Regions from separate parts of the Sus scrofa genome. Here region 1 is linked to region 2. The links are chromatin contacts, called in public HiChIP or PLAC-seq maps. All regions are on one chromosome and are shown on one strand. The core of a region is the stretch at or near the end of the contact, and the rest is flanking DNA. Distances in the headings are between cores, read along the strand shown.

Evidence for each region. HiChIP or PLAC-seq counts read pairs in DNA pulled down with a chosen protein or histone mark.
Region 1: a contact with region 2 is called in an H3K27ac HiChIP or PLAC-seq map of skeletal muscle. The contact joins the promoter of ATP1B1 here to the enhancer-like site in region 2. A contact is called at or near these places in 1 of 5 promoter capture datasets (liver), 6 of 47 Hi-C or Micro-C datasets (fetal heart ventricle, fetal liver, heart right ventricle and 1 more) and 1 of 2 datasets of contacts at active chromatin or transcription factors (skeletal muscle).

Annotation. Positions count from the first base shown.
Region 1 is chr4:81,934,043-81,938,514 of Sscrofa11.1, forward strand. ATP1B1 (ATPase, Na+/K+ transporting, beta 1 polypeptide) reads right to left here and starts at 2,973. Exons shown (of 6, transcript NM_001001542.1): 1 at 2,748-2,973. The coding sequence starts at 2,844.
Region 2 is chr4:81,822,232-81,826,369 of Sscrofa11.1, forward strand. All of the region lies in intron 11 of NME7 (nucleoside diphosphate kinase 7), which reads left to right. Among named protein-coding and RNA genes, the nearest start is that of ATP1B1, 110 kb to the right of the region's middle. Within about 2 kb of position 2,315, at least 7 of the 83 cell types and tissues checked have an H3K27ac peak or open chromatin away from gene starts, as enhancers often do. A contact at or near this core is called in skeletal muscle, where this site is marked.

The sequences.
Region 1 (4,472 bases), core at 1,723-4,222, 110 kb after region 2:
CCTAAGCATGGAAGTAGTTTTATATTCATTCCTTGGACCCCAGATACTAAATTCTAACAAAATGAGAAGATATCATTGACGCTACAGTTTAAAATACAAATATAATTATAGATAAACAAGTCACTGATTGAACAGAAGGAAATACAGCCTATCTTAACTGCCCTAAGAGAAGGAGAGGATTTTTCTCTTTTGCTCTGAGATGTCGCCCCTGCTGTGAGGTCACTTGGTCAGAGTGGACGATGCAGGTGTGGTGGAGCCTATTCAGTGGGCTCACCGACACACAGGCTCAAAGAGAAAAGCTGGACTCATTGTACCACCTAGCCAGGGCGGCTCAGAGAGTAAGCTTTAGAAATAATTTTTTCCTTTTAGACAACTTTTCTTTTCTTTTTCTTTCTGTTTTGTTTTGTTTGTTTGTTTTTTTAAATACAAGTAACAGAGGTTTTCCAGTCAGGGAAAAAAAAACCCAAAAAACCTAGTACCCTTCAAAAGGTCACAGGCTGAAGGGAAAAGGGCATCTGGGCCCAGTGGTAAACATTAAAACCTACCAACACCTGTACTAACTTAATAAAAGGGTGGATAGCACCAGGTGATTTGCATGCTGCACTTTCTCCAGCAGCTTACAGGCGAGGCTCCTGCGTCCATCTTGGTGAAAATCTACCTACAAACAGAACTGAACCAAGGACAACCTGCCCTCGTCCCAAGGGCATCCATGTTGGGCCCAGTGCTGGAAAGGTGGCATTCTCTCCATAGGAGACAAGTGGTTGCTGTCACTTTCTCTGCCTAGGAGAGGCTCTGTCATTTCTTACATTGCCAGAAAGGAGTAGACATATTAGTGCAAGATAAAACCTGAATTTTTAGCTCAACACCTCACCTCCACCTTGTAAAATGGAAAGATGAGACTAGAGCACCAGTCCTGGTGTCTGCATTCATTAGAGTATTGACACCTTGCTGTATGAGCTATCAAGACACAAATGACTCTCTCTTATGTGGAGGTGCTGCATTATTAAATGTCAGCTTACAGAACAAGTCCTTCCATTCCTACCCTCTAAAACAAATATTATTGTGGAATCGGAATGAGGAAAGAAATATATTTTATGAGAGGGAAAAACACTAGAGGGCAAATTTTACAACATGCCTGGAGTCAATGCAGTCCTTGGCCCATGACAAGGCCGGAGTCAGATCACTATGGTAGGAACCCCTAGTGAATCTGGGAGAAGGCTCGTCCCGCAGTGCACCCCTCAGGCCTCACTAGTTACCAGGAGTTGCTAGGAGATGGCCCAGGCCAGGAGCTGTTCACCCTATACACACCCAGTGTTCTTCAGGCTTTCCCTTCCACATTAAGAAACACAGAGAGCTATACTTAATGCATGAGAACTATGGCAGTAAGCCCACTGAAGGATGGAGATTTCCCAAAATAAAATAAAATACAAGCTAAAAGCCATCACTTTAAAGACCTACATTTAACATGGCTCAGGGATATCTATTCTTCCCAACATAGGTATGGGATGAGGTTTCACCTTGACTAACCTTGAAGTGTGATGCATTATTAACCCTTCACTTTTTAATCAAGAGACACACTACAGGGTGCATTTTTTTTTCCTCTACAGAAAATCATATATTCTAGCTTCTTCCATTTCAAAATGTCAGCCAAGCAATATTTCCCTGACTCATTCTCCTGCCCATGCTCACAGATCCTCCCAATCAGGAACACCACATCAGCACCTACCCAGGGCTCCCTTAGTGGCTGCAGTGGTGGTGCTAGTGGTGCAGATGATGATGATGGTGATGATGATATTAGAGAAGGGGGGGCAGTGATGCAGGAGGGGGGAGTTCCCTCCCTCTCTCTCTCTCTTCCGCAGTCACGACTCTTACAGATTTGCCTACAACTGCCCTTCAAAATGACCTTTTAAAAAAAGTCACCCTTCCTGTGTAGAGAGGTGGAAGACAAGTAAGCAATATAATTTTCAATGGGGAGGGGGTCTATTTAGCCAAGCAACAGGCTGCCCCAAATCGTATCAGATGACCTGCCTCTGCCTTTGTGCCATTTATTTCACACTAACCCTTCATCGTACCCGGTTCTGCATCTGGCTCTGTAGACACTGACAACAACCCGATTTTGCCATGTTTTGGGGCCAAGGCTCAGAAACGGAGTCCTGACATGGAGCTTCCTGGGTCATTCCTGGGCTGTGATGACTCCACGGCAGTTCACTGGAGGAAACTCTGGGCATCGCTACGAAATACTGCAGTGTGTATGGATTCTGCCATCACTACCGCTCCCCGCACCCCCACCCCACCCCCGCCCGCCGCCGGCCTTTGGAGGTACATATTTAGACTAGAAAAAAAAGGTGCTTTAACACACAACCTCGCCTGCATTCGGTCCGATTACCCTCAGGCTGTTCTTTCAGAGCCTCAAATCTTATTTTTTAGGACCTGACTACAAGAAGAGACATATCTAGTCTCCCACAGCCCGACCATGCCCAGGACCGAAGGGCTCAAGCGATGTCATATAAACTGCAAGTTCCCAAGACCGCTACAATATACGTAACCCTCTGCTTGCCCGCGCCTATCCAGGGATTCTGAATTCCATACAGGACAGCAAGCCCAGGCCCGCGCGATCGTAGCAGTGCTCACCACCCGACCCTCCGCCCTTGCCAGCGCGGAGCGCGCGGTGCGGTCCGCAGAGCCTGCCCGGGGGATGAGCCGAAAGGCAAGGCGCTGGGGGCGAGAGCTGCGAAACCCATACTTACACCAACTGCCACCGGTCCTGCCCAAAAACTCCTTCTTTTCGGAGTTCCAGATGAATTTCTTCCAGCTGCCCTCCTCCTTGGCTTTTCCGCGGGCCATGGTGGCGGGTCAGCAGCTGCTGCGGGGATTGAAGATGGGTGATTGCCGCGTGCGCTCTTGCGTCCTCTCCTGCCGATCAGTGTCCCCTGCCTGGCTCTCCGCAGGCTGCACCCGCCGCTGCCGCTGCGGCTTTCAGAGTGCCAGACGCGCGGTGGAGGAGCAGAGTCAGGAGCGGGAGGAGGGGGAGGCGGCGGCGGCGGGGGCGGAGGGAGGAGGGAGGGACCGCGCAGGCTGGGCGTCTCCGAGCCCCGCACCTATTGGTGGGCGCACGACCGCTCACTGGCCCTCTTTGGTCCGCCACGCGCTCCCCTTGCCCTTGGGGATTCGGGGGCTCCACAAACCCGCAGCTGCCACTCCAGCTGCCACCGAGGACGCGTGCTCGGCCCCCGCCTCCTGTGACCTCTGCAGAGACAGGCAGGGGACAAGGAAAAGTCAAAGGGAAGGACGAACAAATGGACTGCGGGCCCAGGCTACAGCCACCCGCCACGAGCCGAGAAATTGGCTGAGGGCGCACGCCCTACCTTTACTATATACCGCGCCGTGGCGACGGGGCGCCCCGCCCACTAGCGACCCGGCGGGCCAATAGCCGGCGTGGAGGGGGCGGGGCCTGGGGCCCGAGGGGGCGGGCGCGGGGTTGGCACAAAGGAGCTGCGGTAGCGGCGTGAGGGGCGGTCTAGGGAGCCAGGGAGCGGGGGCGCGGGGAGGGGCGGAGAGAACTGTGAGTGGCGAGGCCGCAGCACCTAACAGCCCCCTCCTCGCGTTGGGCTGTGCACGAACCCGCCTTTTCCGTAGTGAGGTGACCCGCACCTGCCTTGCCTGGCGCCCCGCAGACCCTTCGGGACCCCAGCCCGGCTGTCCCGATCCAGTCAGTCCCTCTCGTGCACTCTCAGCCTCTCTTCTCCGCACTTCCACTTCTCCTAGGCCCTAGCTGGGTGGGGGTAGGTCACTCCGGGACGCCTGAGAATCAGGGACTCTGCCCAGCTCCGCCCCGCCTCTCTGCTGCTGCACCTGCCACCCCCTCCGGTCTCCCCGCCACTGCGGTTGCAGTTCCGGCCCGTCCCTCTCCTTCCAGGCCAGCCCAGCCAGCAGCCCTGGCTCCTGACTGCCGGGCTATGCTCCTTGTGGGCGGCCTGAACCACCTCAAGCAGGATAATTGCCAAACCCACCCAGGGCGGCAAGCCGGATCCGGGGTTTGAAAGGGGTAGGAGGTGTTGGAGGCCGACCAGCCGGCCCCCAGTGGGTCGCTCCTTCAGAAACCAGTCGCATTGCCTGGCGGCTCACACCAGTCTAGACCCCGGCGGCGACAATGTTTGCACGTGACCTAGCCACCAATGACTCCCCTTGGCGTCGAATCCCAGGCTGGTGTTCTCAGGGACGGGTTTTCACGCCCCTTGGGTGGGTACCGACCACTTTGTTCTTCTCTAAAAGACCTGGGGCCAAAAAGGATCTGGAAAGCCTAGTATAAATCGCGAGAAGGTGCAGGCAATCCTTGGCATCCTTTATCCCTCCCCCTTCTTTATCCCCTGTGCATCAACAGCCAAACTCCTTGGTTTCATCTCCCTCCGCCAAACCCCTGAGCAGCTTCACACATCCCTCTTGAGGCAGTGACACAGCAGAAATCAGCAGGG
Region 2 (4,138 bases), core at 1,065-3,564:
TTATTATAAAATATTGGCTGTATTTCCTTGATGCATGATATATCCTTGTAGCTTATTTATATTATACATAGCAGTTTTATCTCCTAATCCTCTAACCCTATATTGTACCTCCCTGCTTCCCTCTACCTTTTTGTTCTCTATTATGTAAATCTTTTCTGTTTTGCTATATTGATTTGTTTTATTTTTTATGTTCTACATATAAGTAAAAACATACAGTGTTCGTCTTTTTCTTTCTGACTTATTTCACTAAGCATAAAACCCTCCAGGTGCATCTATTACAAATGGCAAAATTTAATTCTTTTTTGTGACTGACTGGTAGTCCATTGTATTCACCACATATTGATCCATTCATTTGTTGATGGCTATGTAGGTTGCTTTCCTATCTTGGCTGTTGTAAATAATGCTGCTGTGAACATTGAAATGCATATATCTTGCCAAATGAGTGTTTTCATTTTCTTCAGATTCGCAGAAGAGAAATTAAGAGTAACATGAAAAATAGAAATATGATTGTTAGAGTATTTCAAGGGAAGACTCTTAGTAAATATAGCTCATTTAATTAAGCCTTTGGATAACATCAATAGCAAAATGCCATCCATGTATCATATATAATTTACTTACAGAAGTCCAAATTGGTACTTCATTACATGAGTTATGTGTGCTTAGTAGCACTTGTGCTTGGACGTCTCAGATTAAGGAGGTCTAACCTGCCCCAAACTCCCTGCCCTGTGTAGCTGCAATGCCCTGACATTCTCAATTGCTTATCCTACCCTGTTTTCTTTTATGTTTTTCTATAATAAGTATTAGCTTCTAAACACAGTGTATCATTTATTATTGAACACATTTATTTTTTGTTTTCACCCACTAGCACATAAACCCCAGGAAGGAAGGGATTTTTGTTTTCTCACTGATACATCGGGAAGGGTACTCATTATACATTTTTTTTTTTTTTGAAAAATGAATGTTAGTGGAGGGAAAATATTAATTACATTTCCATTTTCTATTGCTTAAATACATATTTAGTGTACTTTTATTATGGCCTCTGTATCCAGTCATTCATCCAGAAACTGGATATGCTTTATCCTAGATTCCTTTCACAGTCAATTTTCTAGTGCCCATTTTATAGTCGAAAAATGAAATTAAGGCTCAGAGAGGCTTATTTTAAAACTTAAAAAAATCCATTAATTTTTTTTCCCCCAAAGAACATATCCCTATTAAAAATTAATGTCAGGATTTGAACTCTGTTTTGCCTGGTTCCATCTTAAATTTTTTTTTTATGATTCAAAATCTCAATAACATCATTTCTCCAAATTATAATTGAATATGGCGCAAGAAACTTTTTGAATGTCCACAAAGCACCTAAGAGAATAATTCTCTTGCTGGGTCAGTCTCTGGCCCTTTCAGGATAGTTTCTGTCTGTGACAATGGTACCAATAGATATTTTAAATATGAGAGTGGTGTCATTCTAAACATCTATCTCAAAATTAGCTTTATGACATTCCAATTATTTCCATAACCCATCATGAAACTATCATTTGTAAAATTTTTAACTTTTTTGAAGACACTTTCCTGTGTATTATTTTAGGCTTGGCACTTTTCCTGACTTTCTTCTCAGTGTTTTGAATTTTTTTTCTTAGGAAGGTTTTTGGCTTTCTTGCTCCTCAGGCCCTAGCATCTTCTGTTGCGGTGAAGTCTTGTGTCTTTTGCTCTATACCCACCCCCAGCTTCTTGTCCCTTGTCCTTTACTCCATATGTGCCACCTTAGTCCCCACAGGGATTGGGAAATTTTGATAACTATCTTTTTTTGTTTCATTATGAACCATGAACTTTTTCTTCTTTCTTTTATGTAATTTTGGCATTTAGCTGGTTTCCATTTCCCCCTTCCTCACATCGGCATCCTTGGCCTCACCCTTTTCCAGTACTTTTTTTCTGAATGTTTCCCACGAAGAGTTTTTCCTTTGAGTCTCTTGTTTCCCTGCCATTTCCTTTCCTTTTTTTTTTTCAAAAAATATTCTTGTATTGATTCCTTTATCTCCCTTTGGCTGCATTAACTGTTTTCTATGACATAATACTGTTTCCATTAAGCTCTCATAGCTTAACATTTTACCTCTTTTTTCTTTCCATTTTCTTTTCATTCATAGAGAAGATCACTTGTTTTGTTTTTCTTCAAAAATAACCATGTTCCAATAAGACATGTCCACATCACAGTCAGAAGGAAGGGCTAGAGTTTTCCCAAAGCAGTGCACACTGGAGATGGGGCATCGCCACTAGCTGGAGCTGCTAGCTTTCCAAAATCCCAAGAGGTCGCAGCACCATGTGCCAGGCCTTATCTTCCTAATGCACATGTGCTGCTTGTCAGTTTCAAATGTCAGCTGCTAGTGGTATTACTTAGAGACAGTAGGCTTTGTGTCAGGATGGAAAGAAAAAAAAAAATTAAACCTTGAGTCCCTGGGAAATTACCATTTTTGGACACCTAAGAGCCTGCCACCTTACCAGTCTCTTATTGGTAAAAGCCACTGACACCGGTGCCAAGTTTGAGCACAGGATCAGTTACACTTGGCATGAATTGTACTGAGCCATGGTGTTCTCAGGATGTCGTTAGAAAGGCATTTTATTTATATCTCAGGGAGACTGTCCTAGCACTTGCAAGGCCAAAGAGAAGGACTTCAGGGACCCTTAAAAAAAAGTGCAGAAAAGTGAATGGGTAGCACAAAATTAATTACCCATTCACTTTTGAATATTGATTTTTGATTGGTGACATTAGATAGCAAAACAATAATCATTGCTCCTCTGTACTAAGTGTAGGCATGATCTTTTTGAAAGCACTTAATTAAAATATAAATAACTCATAATATATATATATAATTCTATATATATATATATATATATATATATATATATAATTCTGTACTTTACTATGAAATCCTTTCAGTAATGCTTCAAGACAAGGTTTCCATATACTCTAAGTAAAACCCAAATTTGAGACATTTAATGTAAAAAGTAAAATATATATGATATGGATTTTTAAAAAAGCTTGTTCTCAGAGAAGATTGTACATTTCAGAATTAGCCAATGTTATCTCTCAAGATTCCTCGCTCCATTATCTTCTGAAGCTTTGCCGCCTAACTGATATGCTATTTTCAAGTTGCTATGAGTTGTTTTCTCTCTTTGTCCTGTCTAATACATTCAGTAGACATTTGGTCTCTACCAAAAGGTCCTTGATATTTGCAAGACTATTCGGTCCTGGCCAAAATATCCATAAGGCATTTGGGCCATGCCAAAATGTCCTTGGTATTTGTCCCTTTCAAAATGATTTGGCGTGAACCAGATGCACTCTTGAACATTTTGGATAGAACCAGATTTCAAGGACCTTTTCCTGTGGAACAGATGTCTTAAGAAGCAGATTCTTGTGGACGTTTGGACAAGACCATATGACTGCTAACCATTTCTCTCCTGACTCTACTCATTCCTCAGAGCACCAGTTATATCATAGTTACAAAACCGCTAGAGAGTAAATTTATCCGGAGGAGGGTTGAGTATACCATATTTACTTTTTCCTTCTTTTTCATGTACTGTTTTTCCTTTAAGACACCACAAATTGCCCCAACCTTGAGTAACTTTTGCCATCCTTTGAACTCCTCTCACTCATCGTCCATACGTCTTATCTGGAAGTAGATATGTGTGCTCCTTGTATAATTTTCTTTTATGAATGTTCCTCACCCCCTGGTTTAGATACTAATTAGGAGACCTGTCTTATACCTTTTCAGTATCTCCAGTATCCCCAAAATGATCTAACACTGTTCTTTCTCAACTTTCATGTACACAGAAAACCCCTCGAGATCTTATTGAAGATTGTGATTCAGTCAGCATAGGGTAGGGCCTGAAATTCTGCATTTATGACATTCTCAAGTTATGTGATACAGTTGGTCTGCAGGTGATACATCAAGTGTCCTGTCTGTGGCAGACTTTCAACAAATGTTTGCCGATGCTATTTGTTTCATAAAAGAACAAAAGATTTGCATTTTGTTGAATGCTTCATTTGTCTGCAATATGAAAACAGCACTGAGACGTGAAGATAGATTTAAGTCAATTTCTGTGAATAACTGAAGGTGTGGAATGTCTGTTTTTTGTTTTTTCCTGG